2 separate regions of the Mus musculus genome follow, and region 2 is linked to region 1. The links are chromatin contacts, called in public HiChIP or PLAC-seq maps. All regions are on one chromosome and are shown on one strand. Each heading gives the region's core, a stretch centred on a gene start, on an enhancer-like site or on the middle of the called end of the contact. The rest is flanking DNA. Distances are from core to core; before and after follow the strand shown.

Region 1 (7,108 bases), core at 373-2,872:
CAGACTTCCATTCTGTTGCTGACCTTGACTTCTGATGTGCCCCCACCACGGTGTGAAAGAAAAACAAACCAAACCAAAACCCAATCAACTAACCAAACCACACACCCCCAAATCAGAAAAGAAAATAGCACGCATAGGCGAACAGTTTTGCCTACTGTGGGTGTGTACAAGTTGCTTTCAAACTATGCGTTACATTTATTTTCAAAATGGGCATTTGCCCCGGTCACCTGACATTTTGACAGCCGAATGAATGGGAACCCCTTTGACAGAGGATGTTTATGAAATGAGTTATCTTGGGAGCCAATGCTCCCGGGATTTTAGTATTAGCAGAAGCTACTGTAGTCTAAGGAATGGTTATGTAAAAACAATCAAGGCAAAGAAAATAATTTAAGGGGGATGCACAGCATTTCCCTAATTGCCCTAACCTTATTTTGACACGGCATTTCTTGGCCTCATCTTGGATGGCAACACCACCCCATACTTTATCCCTCCACACCCTTCACAAATGGAATTCAGAAAGGTAGTCAGCGGGCACTTAGGATTCATCACTGAGAAGGACTGGTCTCGGGCACATTTCAGCGCAGTAACCGCGGTTTCTTCCCCACCTTCACCCAGGCCATTGCACCGCACGCCTATGACCAGCCTTTCCCCGTGCTCGAGTCCAGAGGAAGGCAGGGCAACAGGCCCTGCCCCTCGGCCAACGGCCTCCCTTTCCCGGAGATGCCCTGAGAGCTGTCCTGGCGTCCTCTGATCGCCCTCGATGGGACCGTTTCCAGATACAAGCTGATCACTAACCCACCTGCACCCCCAAAGGAAGGATCCTCGCAAGATTATCCCCTCTCGAAACCGTTTCGTTTCCTCTGGGCAGCAGGACAGAACCAGGTCCCCGGCAATCGTCCCTCCGTGCTATCTTATGATCTCCCCTACCGCTGTCCCCCTGCGGACCAAACACCGCAGCCCCCCTCAAATTCAGAATCTGAGCTGTCTCCAAGATACAAGTGCGCTCCAACCGCCTCGGGGCTAAAGTCCTCACTTTCAGAGAGAAGACCTTACCTCTCGCTACCGGTACCCCCGAGACCCGAAACCCTGCGCCTGCCAGGCCGCCCCGCCCCCGGGAGTAGCGCGGGATCCGCCCGCACCTCCAAGCGTATAGATCGGCCCCAGAGCTCCGGCCAGGGGCGCGCGCAATTACGCAGCCCGGCACAGCGCGGGCCCCACGCCCCCGGGGAACGCCCGCGGGTTGCCGCTCCGGGAGCCCGGACCCAGCTCCACGCCGCCCCGAGGCCGCCGGGGCCACCCGATCCGCGCTCCCTCTTTGCTGGGCGACGACGCACGCCGAGGCCCCTCGATGCGCCTCCCGCCCAGGCCGCCCGCGGCCCGGCCCCTCACTCACCCAGAGCTCAGTGCCCCAGCTCATGGTGCAGGGACCGGGAAGGGGCCTCCGACCCCCTTCGCCGGCGATCGCTGCGGCCCTCCGAACCTTGTGAATGCGGAAAGCCCGCCGCTTCCCCCGGCCCGCGCCTCCTCTAGCCCGAGCTCGCAACCTCTCGTCGCTCCGCGCGGAGCAAAATGGCCCGAGGAAGCAGCAGCAGCGACCGCCGCAGCGCGCCCGCCCCGCACCGGAGCTGAGGGGCGGGATGGGGCGGGACGAGAGGCGGGACGGGGCGGGACCGGACTGACAGCTCGTGCATACCGTCCCGCCCACAGGCTCCCTTTGGCGCAGTTGCCCCGGGGGTCTGGAAGGACGTGAACCCCTGGGGACTCCTGCTCGTCATCGGTATTCGGCAACCAGCGAGCCCAACTCTTTTGGGACCTGCGCTCTCTGTCTGCAGACTGGGCTGCTGGTGATCACGTCCCTCCATCGCCATCTGCCTTCTACCCATCGCGCCTAGCGCTGTTTTGCATTTCAGAACTTTCGCCAGGTGGCCGCCGACGCCCACCTTAGAAGCTCCCGGAGTGGCTTCTTCCACTATCCAGACACTGTGGAGGCCCAAAGAGCTCGGCAGCGCGCGCGTAGGAGTGGGGCCTGGGACCGTGACGTCGGTGCACAGTGTACATAGGACGTTGAAGGGAACAGCAATCCAGCAGATCCAGGAACCCAGGGAAAGAACTCGGGAATGTGAGCCCAAAGAATTATAACCAGTGCCTTTTTCTGCCTATTTGGCCAGGAATCTCGGCAGTGAAGTTGTTACCCTGCTGAAGGACAGCAGAATCTCTGAAGGGCCCACAGGGACTTTGGAGGGTTCAAATTCAGCCTCTGCACTCTTTGGCTGGGTGGTCTAGAACAGGTTTCACCTCTATCTGGGGGAGAGCCTCAGCTGCCAAAAGGAGGCAGTGTCTACCAGTCCAGGCCTAGTGATGTGAACAGAGGAGGTGAACTGGCCAGTGGGTGGCTGACGCAGAATGGGAACCATCTCATTAACTCTTCCAAAACTCCACAGAATGTCATTTCTCACATGCTGTGGAGAATCTGGGGGCTTCCAACTGTCTCCTCAGAATCTTTCTTTCTCTGAATTCCGAGACCTCTCCTCCAGAGTCGTGACCCTCTTCTACACAATTCTCCACTCCCTGTTATCCTGAACCCGTTCATCTTTTTCCAACAGTGAGTTAAATCTCCTTAAAGGGTGAATCTCAGCCCAGTGTGTGCCGTCCCAGACCTAACACTCCTAACCAGTCCTAACACTCCTGAGGCAGAGGTAGGAAGACTGCTGCAAGTTCAAGGCCAACCTGAGCCACATAGTAAATACCAAGTAGGATGACCTGGTCCACAAAGGGGAAAACCTCAGCTAAAATAAAATAACAATGGTAAACAATAATGGTGAGGTATGGAGGCAGAGGCAAGTGGATCTCTATGAGTTACAGCTACATAGTGAGATCCTGTCTCAAAAACCAAAACTAAGCACAAAATAATAAATTTGTTGGAAAAGGAAAAAGAAAGAAAGAAAAAGGAAGGAGGGGCGGAGCTGAGAAACCTTGCCTTAAACCTCAGGACCTCCTACTTCCTTTGCCAGGCAGTTACAACTATCAAAACTATTCTGGTCTGTCTTTTGTCAGCCTCAAGACATGGCCTCCACCCTCTGTGTCTGTTTGAAGTATTTTGCTCCCACATTTACCAGGTCTGAGCACTCTTGACTCCCTCGCCTGCCAGGGATGCAAGCATCAGGATGGTCAGGCACCTTCCTTCCAAGGCAGACTTATGGCAAGGGTGAGCTGGAGGGCTTGGGACTGTAAGCAATGTTAACCACGCCGCAGGGTTGTTTTGTGTTCCGTATGCATGTGTATCAGCGCACCCATTCATGACTGGGGCCCTTGGGACCCCTGGAAGTGACCTGCAGATGGTTGTGAACCACTCATGGGGATGGAGAGTCAAACCTAGGTCTTCTGGGGGGGCAGCCAATACTCTTAGTCTCCCTTAGCCATCTCCCCAGGGCCCGCAATGTCACTGGGTTTTATTTTCTCCAAGCTGAAAATGACCACTGTAGGGAGACCCTGCCTGCTGGCATCCTTATCACCTTGCCTCTCTCCCCGCTTGTTAGTCGTTTCCTTTTCCGTCCACGAAATGATCTAATCTTGACTTCGGAAAACTAGAATGACCACTTGAAAAAATAGGCTAGCCAGGAGGTAAAGCAACCTGTGCCCTGAAGAGAAAGAAGCGGAAGGAGAGAAAGATGCCGAAAGATGAGTCGTTTTATTCGAGTAAGCAGAAATTGTTAGCTGCAGAACCTCTGGAAGCCACTGTGGACTACAGGAGTCGAGCTAACGGAGCACACTTACTCCGTATCTTTCATGGTGGATAAGGCTGGACGGCAACTGGAAGAGGCTTGAGTCAGAAGCTCAGAGGATGAAAGGCAGCTGCAGTGCTGATGCTTTAGCTGGGTCAGTCTCACCCTAGCAAATGCTGACCTCAGCACAGCTGCATACCTGCTCCACCTCCAGTCACAAAGGCCTGGTCTTTGCTTTTGAATGAACTGATGGCAGGGAAGGGGTTAACTCTAAGGCATCTGGACAAACACCACCAACTATTCCTGCATAGGCTTCTGGCTGTTTGGTTTGCTCTTTTTCTTCTTTCTTTCCTTCCTTCCTTCCCCTCGTGCTCCCCCTCCCCCCCGGCAGGGTTTCATTGTGTAACACCCCTGGCTGTCCTGAAACTCTCTTTGTAGACCAGGCTGGCCTTGAACTCACAGAGCTCCACCTGCTTGTGCCTCCCAAGTGATGATGGACTAAAGGCTCATGCTACAACCTTGTAAAGCTTAGTATATTTATATATTTGTTTAGTTGGGTGTATATGAGTGTATGCACATATGGCACATATGTGGGAGCCAGTTTTCTCCTACCACAGCACAGGTTCCAGGGACTGAATTTAGGTCATCAGGCTTGATGGCAAATGTCTTTACTGGCTGGCCATCTTCTGAGTCCTTATTTTCTGAGACAAGATCTTACTGTGTAGCCCAGGCAGCCCAGAACTTTGGAGGGTATCCTCCTGCTCCAGTCACCATTTCTGAGTAATTAGAGACAAATCTATCAGGTATTTGGTCCATTCTAAACCTGACTGGGATTACTATTTGACTTGGGGTTCAGTGGCATATAGATGGAGTTTCTGAAGCAGACTGGGTTTTCTGTTTGTTGGGGATCCCAGTGTTCAGTCCTTACTCAGTGTGTGGCTTCTGGTAATTTATACCATGTGCACTTGAGCTATGCAGAGCTCAGTGCAAGCAGCTGCAGAGTTTCCCCTCTCCAAACCTCAGTTTCCTCTCTTACAATAATACAACAGTGACCTCATGGCTCCTTCAGATGGAGAAGACAATTTCTGCAAAGCACTTAGCAAAGAGGACACAGACACAGGTCTCCTTTCCTCCGTGTGCCACAGCAAGGAAGCAATGGCTTCCCAACTGCTCTTACACCTAGACCCACAGGCCTGAGCGACAAGGCAGATGATGGTTGTCTATCACTAAAGTTTCCCAATGACATTTTTTGTCTTGTTCAATAGTTTCTACACTATTTTAGCTTAAAATTTCCCATAGCTCAACTTAAAATGGAGTTAAGTCTCAATCCACCCCCTCGCCCCTTTTATTCTGTGCATGCATGGCTGGCCTGGAAATCCCGATATAGATTAGGTTGCTCTTGAGCTTACCAAGATCTGCCTGCCTCTGCCTCTTCAGTGTTGGGATTAAAAGGGCATGCTGTCAAGCTTGGCTTACTGTTTGGTTTTTATTTGGCTGGTTTTTGTTGTTGTTGTTTGTTTTGCAGACAGGGTCTCCCTGGATGTTCTGGAAGTATCTCTGTAGACCAGGCTGGCCTGGTACTCACAGAGATCTGCCTGCCTCTGCCTCCCAAGTGCTGGGGTTAAAGGTGTGCGCCACCAGTGCCAGACTTTGTTTGTTTTTTTTTTTTTAAAGATTTATTGGGCTGGTGAGATGGCTCAGTGGGTAAGAGCACTTTTTTTTTTTTAAGATTTATTTATTTATTTATTACATGTAAGTACACTGTAGCTGTCTTCAGACCCTCCAGAAGAGGGAGTCAGATCTCATTACGGATGGTTGTGGGCCACCATGTGGTTGCTGGGATTTGAACTCCGGACCTTCGGAAGAGCAGTCGGGTGCTCTTACCCACTGAGCCATCTCACCAGCCCACTTTGTTTGTTTTTTAAAGATTTATTTATTTTATTATACGAATACACTGTTGCTAGGAGGGCATTGGATTTCATTACAGATGGTTGTGAGCCACCAGATGGTTGCTGGGAATTGAACTCAGGAAAGCTGGAAGAGCAGCCAGTGCTTTTAACCACTGAGCCATCCTCCAGCCCTGTTTGTCTTTTTTCAAAGACAGGGTCTATGTACTCTAGGCTGACCTCAAACTTACTATGTAGCCAAGGCTGGCCTGGAAGTGACCTGAGTCCAAAAAAAAAATGCATTTAGTTTTCCTGTAAGCCCACAACTGTTGGTGAAACTATGGTAAATTGAGAACCAGCTGCAGACCTGTATGCAGCCAAGCAGCCACAGGATCAGGATAAATCCAGGAACTTTCTAGTGAGCGCAATCTTACAACTGCAACTGATTTTAATACCCTATTGCTGAGTTCTCCAGACGTCTGCAAAGACTCGGTAAATCATGAAACACAATCTGTCACTGGTTGAGCAGGATGTAGAGTCTCAGGTTGAAAAGTGACTCTCAGGTTCACCCCCCGCTCACCTTCAGTGGGCTGAAGCCACTGGACTGCCATTTGCCCACTTGCCAAAAAGATGCCTTAAGGGTTTCTTCTCAGTCTCAAGAGATGCCTGAGATTCCCACTGCAATCTGGAAGACATGGCCAGTAGATGCTACCATGCCCCGACGAATCTCTGCTTCCTTCCACTGTGCTAGCTTTGGGGTCTCAAAGAACTCTTCTGAAAAGACACACAGACCTGTGGGACAGTTCAGCAGGAAAGGAGCTATAGCCAAATCTACCCACTTGAGTTCTATCCCTGTGGCTCACATGGCAGAAAGAGAGAACAGATTTTGAACATTATCCACCCTCCCCCCCATCTCTGGGGACATATGTCCCTTCCCCCATACATACATATATGTAATAAAAACTTTGGTAAAAGGAAAAACAGACAGCAGTTATATCTTATTTCCTCAACTGTCCAAGCCCAGGTTAAATCGTGTCAATAGCACTATAAAAAAACTACAAATTTGAATTCAAACCCTAGTTTCCTACCAGTGGCATCTTTGAACTGACCCTGCAAACCGTAAAGACTCTTGATTAAGAGAGCAAGGCCCGAAGCCAGGGCTCAGGAGCTCTGTCCTTCCTGACCTCCAGGCTTTTCCAGTCAGCCCCAGGTTGAACGCCCCTTGAAAGCACTGACAGGGAGAAGCAGGCATAACTTGTTTTGTTACTCAACAAGACGTGTGGTTGCAGCATCCTGGTTTCGCAAATGACCTTTTCTGGAAACTCAGAAATCATGTGTTACACCTTGCAGGGACGCAGTGTTTGAAGAACATTCCATACTGACTCCTTGTAACAAGTTTTCAAAGACGTGTAAGGGGTCTTCCATGTTTCTTCCTCTGGATCACATGACCACACCCATAGAGTTCCCTTTCCTCACCCACTGCTGAGCAGACCTGATTGC
Region 2 (6,763 bases), core at 1,725-4,224, 1.3 Mb after region 1:
AAGGCTTCCTCCTGAGATCTGGGCCTGAGCTAAGAGCAAGAAAATGTCTCAAACAGGTTCTCTCTTAGCACCAGAGATGGCCACTTTCTCCTTATTTGCCTTTAGTCAAAAATCATTACAAAAGAGAAAATGGATTAGGATCAATACTAGATGTGCTATGAATTGCCAGAACACTGTGACTCCCATGAGTCACAAAGCTAGGGATAGAACATGGAATACACAGCCAGCTGTCCTCATTGTACCTGGCACCACAGAAAACTGTGGTGAGAGCAAAAAGGTTCACCTGGCCCCACAAGGCTTCACTGTGCCCTCGGGCACACATCCTCTGAATTTAGCTATCCTAGCTTCAAAAAATGATTCACACTGGGTGAAGTGGTACACACCTTTAAATCCTAGCACTAGGGAGACAGAAGCAGGCATATCTCTATGAGTCTGAGGCCACCCTGGTCTATCTACAGTGACACTGTGTTCTAGGACAGTCAGAACTACATAGTCAGACCCAAGCTAAAAAAAAAACAAAAAAAAAAAACAAAAAAATATCTGTGGTGGCGCACGTCTTTTATCCCAGCACTTGGGAGGCAGAGGCAGGTGGATTTCTGAGTTTGAGGCCAGCCTGTTCTACAGAGTGAGTTCCAGGACAGCCAGGGCTACACAGAGAAACCCCGTCTGAGGGGAGGGATGCGGGGGGGGGGGGGGGGGGATAAATAAATAAATAAATAAAACCAGACAGAAAAAAATGACTTATTCATTAGACATATATGGGGAAATATCCAGCTCATAACACTATTCTGTATTAAACTATACTTTCTTTTCTCTCTTTCTCTCCCCCTCCTCCTCTTTTTCTTTCTTTCTTTTTTCTTTCTCTCTCTCTCTCTCTCTTTTTTTTTTGGTGTTTTGAGACAGGGTTTCTCTGTGTAGACATGTAGACCAGGCTGAGCTCGAACTTTCAGAGATCCACCTGCTTCTGCCTCTTGGGTACTGAGATTAAAGTCCACTGTCACCACCACCCAACTAAAACTAGCTTTTTTAAAAAAGGATTTTTTTGGTTTTGTTTTTAAGCTAAGAGAATTGTGAGTCCAAGGCCAGCCTGGCTACAGAGAGAAACCTTATCTTTAAATCTCTGGGCTTACCCCAAGGATTCTGCTTTGCTCGGTGCTGTCCTTGGGCTTCCTATGCTGATACTAAGTAGGTTAAATACCTTGGATGTTGATCCAAGATTATCTTGGACATGACACTTTATGTGGCCACCTAAGTAACAAACTGGCATAATTCACTGCCACCTTACCAGGTTTTCTTCATATTTGGCTATGAAATTCGTAATTACTGTACATACAAATGAACCAAATACTAATTTTGGCCACAAACTGGTTATCAGGCAAACTGCTCATTAGAATCACCCCAGATTGTAAGCCAGTCTATGCCACAATAATGAAACACTTGGTAAAGGGAAGCCACAGTTAAAGTCAAACTGAAAAACCAACATGAAACAGAAAGGGAAGAAAAAGCCACTGCTCAGGGCTTCTTGTGCAGGAAGGATAGTAGTTCTGTTTCTTGCAGACCCAGAAATGGCCATTTCTCCACCCCTGTCTCCCAGTCTTGGCCCATCCCTTTCCAGCCAACAAATATCCTTAGATGTATCTAACTTTCATTTTTTGAAAAAAGTTCCAATTGAGCGATGGTGGCAAAGGCCTTTAATCCCGGCGCACTCAGGAGGCAGAGGCAGGTGGATCTCTGATTCCGAGGCCAGCCTGGTCTACAGAGGGCGTTCCAGGGCAGCCAGGACTACATTGAGAAACACTGTCTAGAAAAAAAAAATCCCCAAAACCAACCGAACAAACAAAAAAAGAATCTTTCTTCAGATTCTTTAACATATTCGCACTCCAATTCGACAAAGGGATCATGACCCAGTGTTCTGAAACAGCAGTGGGGGGCTGGGTCTAAGCCATGAGAAAGAACTGTTCAGTCTTCATCACCCACATCCACACTGATCTGCCTAGAACCCCAGTTCCCATTTTTTTCTTCCCCAACACCCACATGTCTCTGTGAGCAACCAGATTAGAGGCACCGGTGGCATGGAAACGAGAGTGGGGGGAGAAGAGCGAGCGAGCGAGAGACAGACAGACAGACAAGGGGTGCCAATGAGAATGGGTGGATAGGAACCTAGGTGTTGAGGGAGGATGGGCACCAACTTGGCCTTGAGGTCCGTAGGGCAATCTTGAGATCTATCTGTCCTTCTATCTAGAGGGAAGTAGAGGGGGCTTTCTGTCCATCAAAGAGACCCAAGGGTGCCCATCTGTAGCCACGACGAGCTTTTCTCACGGCCCCATCTCCCACCTGAGGAGCCCCACACTAACAAGGTGTGAATTTCCTTTCCATCTGTCAGTGGAGGGACACTATCCCCCCCAACACCAGGGGTTCCGCTCAGCTCTAGCAGCGTCCGTCGAAACCTGACAGGCTACAGAAAGCAGCCCGAGAAGTCCTGCGGTCCCGACCCGTCCCCTTGGCGTCGGTCTCTCTCCTCAAGACCTCCCGGATCCTCCCCGCCCGCGCGGACGGCGCACGCAGACTTACCCGGAGCTCGCCCTCCGTGCGGTGCAGTCCCAGGCGCCGCAGCCCCACCGCCAGGTCGTTGACACACAGGCCGCCGTCGCGGTTGACGTCGAGTGTCTGGAAGAGGCTCCACAGGCGTAGCTGGTGGTCCGGGCCGCCACAGACGGCGCCGCCGCACGGGTCCCCTACAGAAGCCGGCGACGAGGCGGACGACGAGGCGGTGGCGGCGGCGTCCGGCGGCGGGGAGGCCACGCAGCGGCACAACACACTGCTCACCATCGGGCGCGAGGCGGGGGCGCCGGACGCCGGGCTGAAGGCGGCAGGAGAGCGACCCGAGCGCGGAAGCACGCCGGCTTTCCTCAGACAGCGAGCGCGGGCTCCGAGAAGCCGGCCGACTGGAGGGAGGGGCCGCTTCCGGGAGCCCCGCCCCGCGGCGCGCAGAGGCGCTGACCGCGCCCTCTGGCGCACTGCCGACCAATCATAGGCCGGTATGTCGGCTCCGGGATCAATGAGGGGGCGGAGTCACCGTGCCAGCTCGAAGGCGATTCAAACTGAGGGAGCCGGGGATTGGCTGAAGCTGGGTAATAGGCAAGCAGAAAGCCTTGTGTCCAATTCCCATTCAGAAGCTCTATTTAGACTGCGGAATGATGAGGCTGAGAGGAGCGTTGTGTAAGGAGAGATCGTAGCTAACAGTGGAAATGAAATGTATATGAGGGTAACTGTGGACTGAAGTTAGAAAACACAGCACCATTGAATAAAATGAAAATTTAACGGGCTGACGACTCGAAACCGAGAACACGAATCAAAATCAGGAGGCTAAGCTTTAGGAGTCTTCTAAACTGCCAATAAAACAACTGAATTTTACAACGTAATAGTCGCGACACGAACTGAACGACAGTCTGCTTTTCCAATGGAAGTGAATAATGTCCGTGTGGGCGGACATCCTGAAGCGACAGACAAGACTTTAGACCAATGACCAGGCCAGTTCTAGCAAAGAGGTGTGTCCTCTAGGAGGAATGGCAGGCCTGGAGAGCCAGTGATCGGCCAGATATTTGAGCCACGCCAAACCTGGAGGGCGGGGCTTCTCAGGGATGTGCCGAGGGGCGGGAAGAAGGGAAGTGGGCGGATCTCCGCACACCCCAGCGGAAGAGGCAGATTCAGGAAGCCATTACGCAGCTGGCTGGCGGCGGTCGGGCCGGTCAGGGCTGGGCCCTACGCACTTTGCGTAGCGAGGGGGGTTACTTAAGGCCTGGTACTTGGCCTTGAACAAGCCCTGCCTGTCCCCCTAAAGGGGGTGGGAGTGAAAGAGAGGCGAGGCTGAGGAAGAAGAGAAGAGAAATTGGGGCTGTTAAGAGCATTATAATTTCTTTAAAAAGAGAGGAAAGGGGAGGCCATGGCTGTCCCAGCCAAGAAGAGGAAGATGAACTTTTCAGAGCGGGAAGTGGAGATCATCGTGGAGGAACTGGAACTGAAGAAGCACCTGCTGGTGAACCACTTCAATGCTGGGGTCCCTCTGGCTGCCAAGAGTGCAGCCTGGCATGGCATCCTGAGAAGGGTCAACGCTGTGGCCACCTGCCGTAGGGAGCTGCCCGAAGTCAAGAAGAAGTGGTCCGACCTCAAGACCGAGGTCCGTCGCAAGGTTGCCCAAGTCCGAGCTGCTGTAGAAGGTGGCGAAGCTCCAGGGCCCACAGAAGATGATGGAGCTGGTGGGCCTGGGACAGGCAGTGGCAGTGGTGGCAGTGGCACAGCCATAGCTCCTGTACTGCTGACCCCTATGCAACAGAGGATCTGCAACCTGTTGGGTGAGGCCACCATCATCAGCCTACCCAGTACCACAGAGATCCATCCCGTGGCCCTCGGATCCACGGCCACTACAGCCGCAGCCACCGTCACCCTGACACAGAGTGAGTGAGCTCTCCTGCTCAATTCAGCTGCATAAATGGGACGGGCCAGCAATACTGGGACAGCCTGGGGCAAATTGGCTGCCAAAGGTCAAAAGTCAGATGGCGATCTTGGAAAGACCATGAGGTCTTCCAAGAACTCCCCAGACTGATCTTGTTCTTTTAGGGTCTTCCTCAGCATGTGGCTAGCTGGATCTCCCACATGCTGACCTATGTAGTGTTGAAGGCAGAGATTGTCTGTAGCCCCTCGGGACTTAGGACCTCATATTAATAGGCAGCCAGGATATACTTGTTGAATGACTAACTAGGACTAATACTGCCCAAGTGAGACACCCATTCTGTACAAAGACATTCTGTGTTTTCAGTATACAAACAAACACCAGGCATTTCTCAGGAGCTTCGTGATACCTGTCTATCCATTTGTCCATCAAGCTGTTTATGCTGGGCACCAGAAATACCAAAATAGTTAACATTCCCTAGAGGCTAGAGAGATAGCTCAGTGTTAAAGTCCTTGCTTAACACTGCAAGAAATTAAATATATAGACCAATTATATTCTACTAGGGCAGATGAAGTGTGTGTGTGTGTGTGTGTGTGTGTGTGTGTGTATGTGTGTGGCTTTACTATGAGATAGGAAAAGCCAAGGACTCACAAGAAAAAGGGATTTCCTGGTGTGAGGGGAACACATGGCTGATGGCATTGAGAAGTAGGGAAACTAGGAGGTGGGGAGGTTCATGCTGGTAACCCTAGCATTCAAGTGGGAAACCCCTAGGGCTCAAGAGCCAGGGAGCCTCACCTATTTAGAGAGTTCTAGGCCAGGAAATGAACTTTAAAAAAAGAAAGAAAAGGTATGAACAGCACCTGAGGTTGTCTTTTAATCTCCTTCCATATGCACACAAACACGTGTGTGTGTGCACATGTGTACCTGCATATACATGAACATGTATACACAGTTTCTTAAAAGGTAAACAAGATTGACATCTCCCACATACACAAAGGCCCAAACAATGAGCATTCCTCCCGAGGTTCTCTTTGACGAATGATAACAGAACAAGCTGGTTGGGTTTTGTGTCTGAAATAAGGTTTTGTGTCTGCCCTCACCTCTGAATTCTGCTTAGTCATGACGGGCTTTGAACTGGATCAACCAGACTCTCCAGGGGTATGTGGGTGCATGCTCTCCTCTGCATATTTCTTTAGTCCATATGAGGTCAGAAATGGGTGAAAAGCACTGGTCTAAGTCAGGTACTGTTCTTGAACAGCATCTGCAAGGATGCTCAGGGATCTTATGGACCAATGTGTTTAAGGAGACAGGGAGACACTTTTCTGGACACGTGAGCTGCTATGGCCCTCATCCTTCTTTGATTGGTCATACAGACAGGCTCAAAGCAGCCCAGTGGTTCTGTTGTCTTCTCTGAAACTGAAGAGGACAGTGTCTACCTCTTGTCACTTGGAGGATTCACTGAGCTAAAGAGTATGGAGTGGTATGCAAATATTCTAGTGTGGCAACCTGTATCAGTCTTAGGATTTGCTGTTCTAATGCTGCCATTCTTGTTGGCATCTCTGCGTTTGTCAGATCTGGTGGAGGGAAATCCTGAAACCTGGTTGGAGAAGTATCTCAGTAGTAGAACATATACTTAGCATGTACAAGGCCTGGGTTCTATCCCAGCCTTGAAGGACAAAGGAGCTGAACCTCTCAGATTCTGTGGTTTTATGTGAATACAGCCAGGGGAGGCCAGAATTCCCTTTGCCCGCTGCTGCACAGGGTTTAATGGCCTCCTCGCTGTGTTGCAGAGTCAGCCACATTCCTTCCATAAGGTGACCCACCTCTTGTTTTGTTCTTTCTTCCCGGCAGTCCCCACCGAGACCACCTACCACACGCTGGAGGAGGGAGTGGTGGAGTACTGCACAGCTGAAGCGCCCCCACCCCTGCCAACAGAGGCCCCGGTGGAGATGATAGCCCAGCCCCCAGACACATCTGTCAAACCACAGGCACTTAAAAGCCGTATTGCCCTCAATTCAGCCAAGCTGATCCAGGAGCAGCGGGTCACCAACCTGCACATAAAGGAGATCGCCCAGCACCTGGAGCAGCAGAATGGCCTGCTACAGATGATCCGGCGTTCTCAGGAGGTGCAGGCCTGTGCCCAGGAACGGCAGGCCCAGGCCATGGAGGGCACTCAGGCGGCCCTGAGTGTCCTCATCCAGGTCCTCCGGCCCATGATTAAAGATTTCCGACGCTACCTACAGAATAACACTCCCAACCCAGCCCCAGCCTCTGCCCCTGGACCGGTGGCCCAGAATGGGCAGCCAGACAGCA

The links. HiChIP or PLAC-seq counts read pairs in DNA pulled down with a chosen protein or histone mark.
Region 2: a contact with region 1 is called in an HNF4G HiChIP or PLAC-seq map of pancreatic cancer cells. The contact joins the promoter of Slc25a25 here to the promoter of Fnbp1 in region 1. A contact is called at or near these places in 1 of 39 promoter capture datasets (cranial neural crest), 1 of 484 Hi-C or Micro-C datasets (embryonic stem cells) and 2 of 115 datasets of contacts at active chromatin or transcription factors (microglia and pancreatic cancer cells).

What each region holds. Positions count from the first base shown.
Region 1 is chr2:31,140,386-31,147,493 of GRCm38.p6, forward strand. It overlaps Fnbp1 (formin binding protein 1), which reads right to left and starts at 1,623. Exons shown (of 17, transcript NM_001177648.1): 1 at 1,394-1,623. The coding sequence starts at 1,417.
Region 2 is chr2:32,448,496-32,455,258 of GRCm38.p6, forward strand. Slc25a25 (solute carrier family 25 (mitochondrial carrier, phosphate carrier), member 25) reads right to left here and starts at 2,975. Exons shown (of 10, transcript NM_001164357.1): 1 at 2,572-2,975. The coding sequence starts at 2,829. It overlaps Naif1 (nuclear apoptosis inducing factor 1), which reads left to right and starts at 1,962. Exons shown (of 2, transcript NM_194335.2): 1 at 1,962-4,454; 2 at 6,302-6,763. The coding sequence starts at 3,944.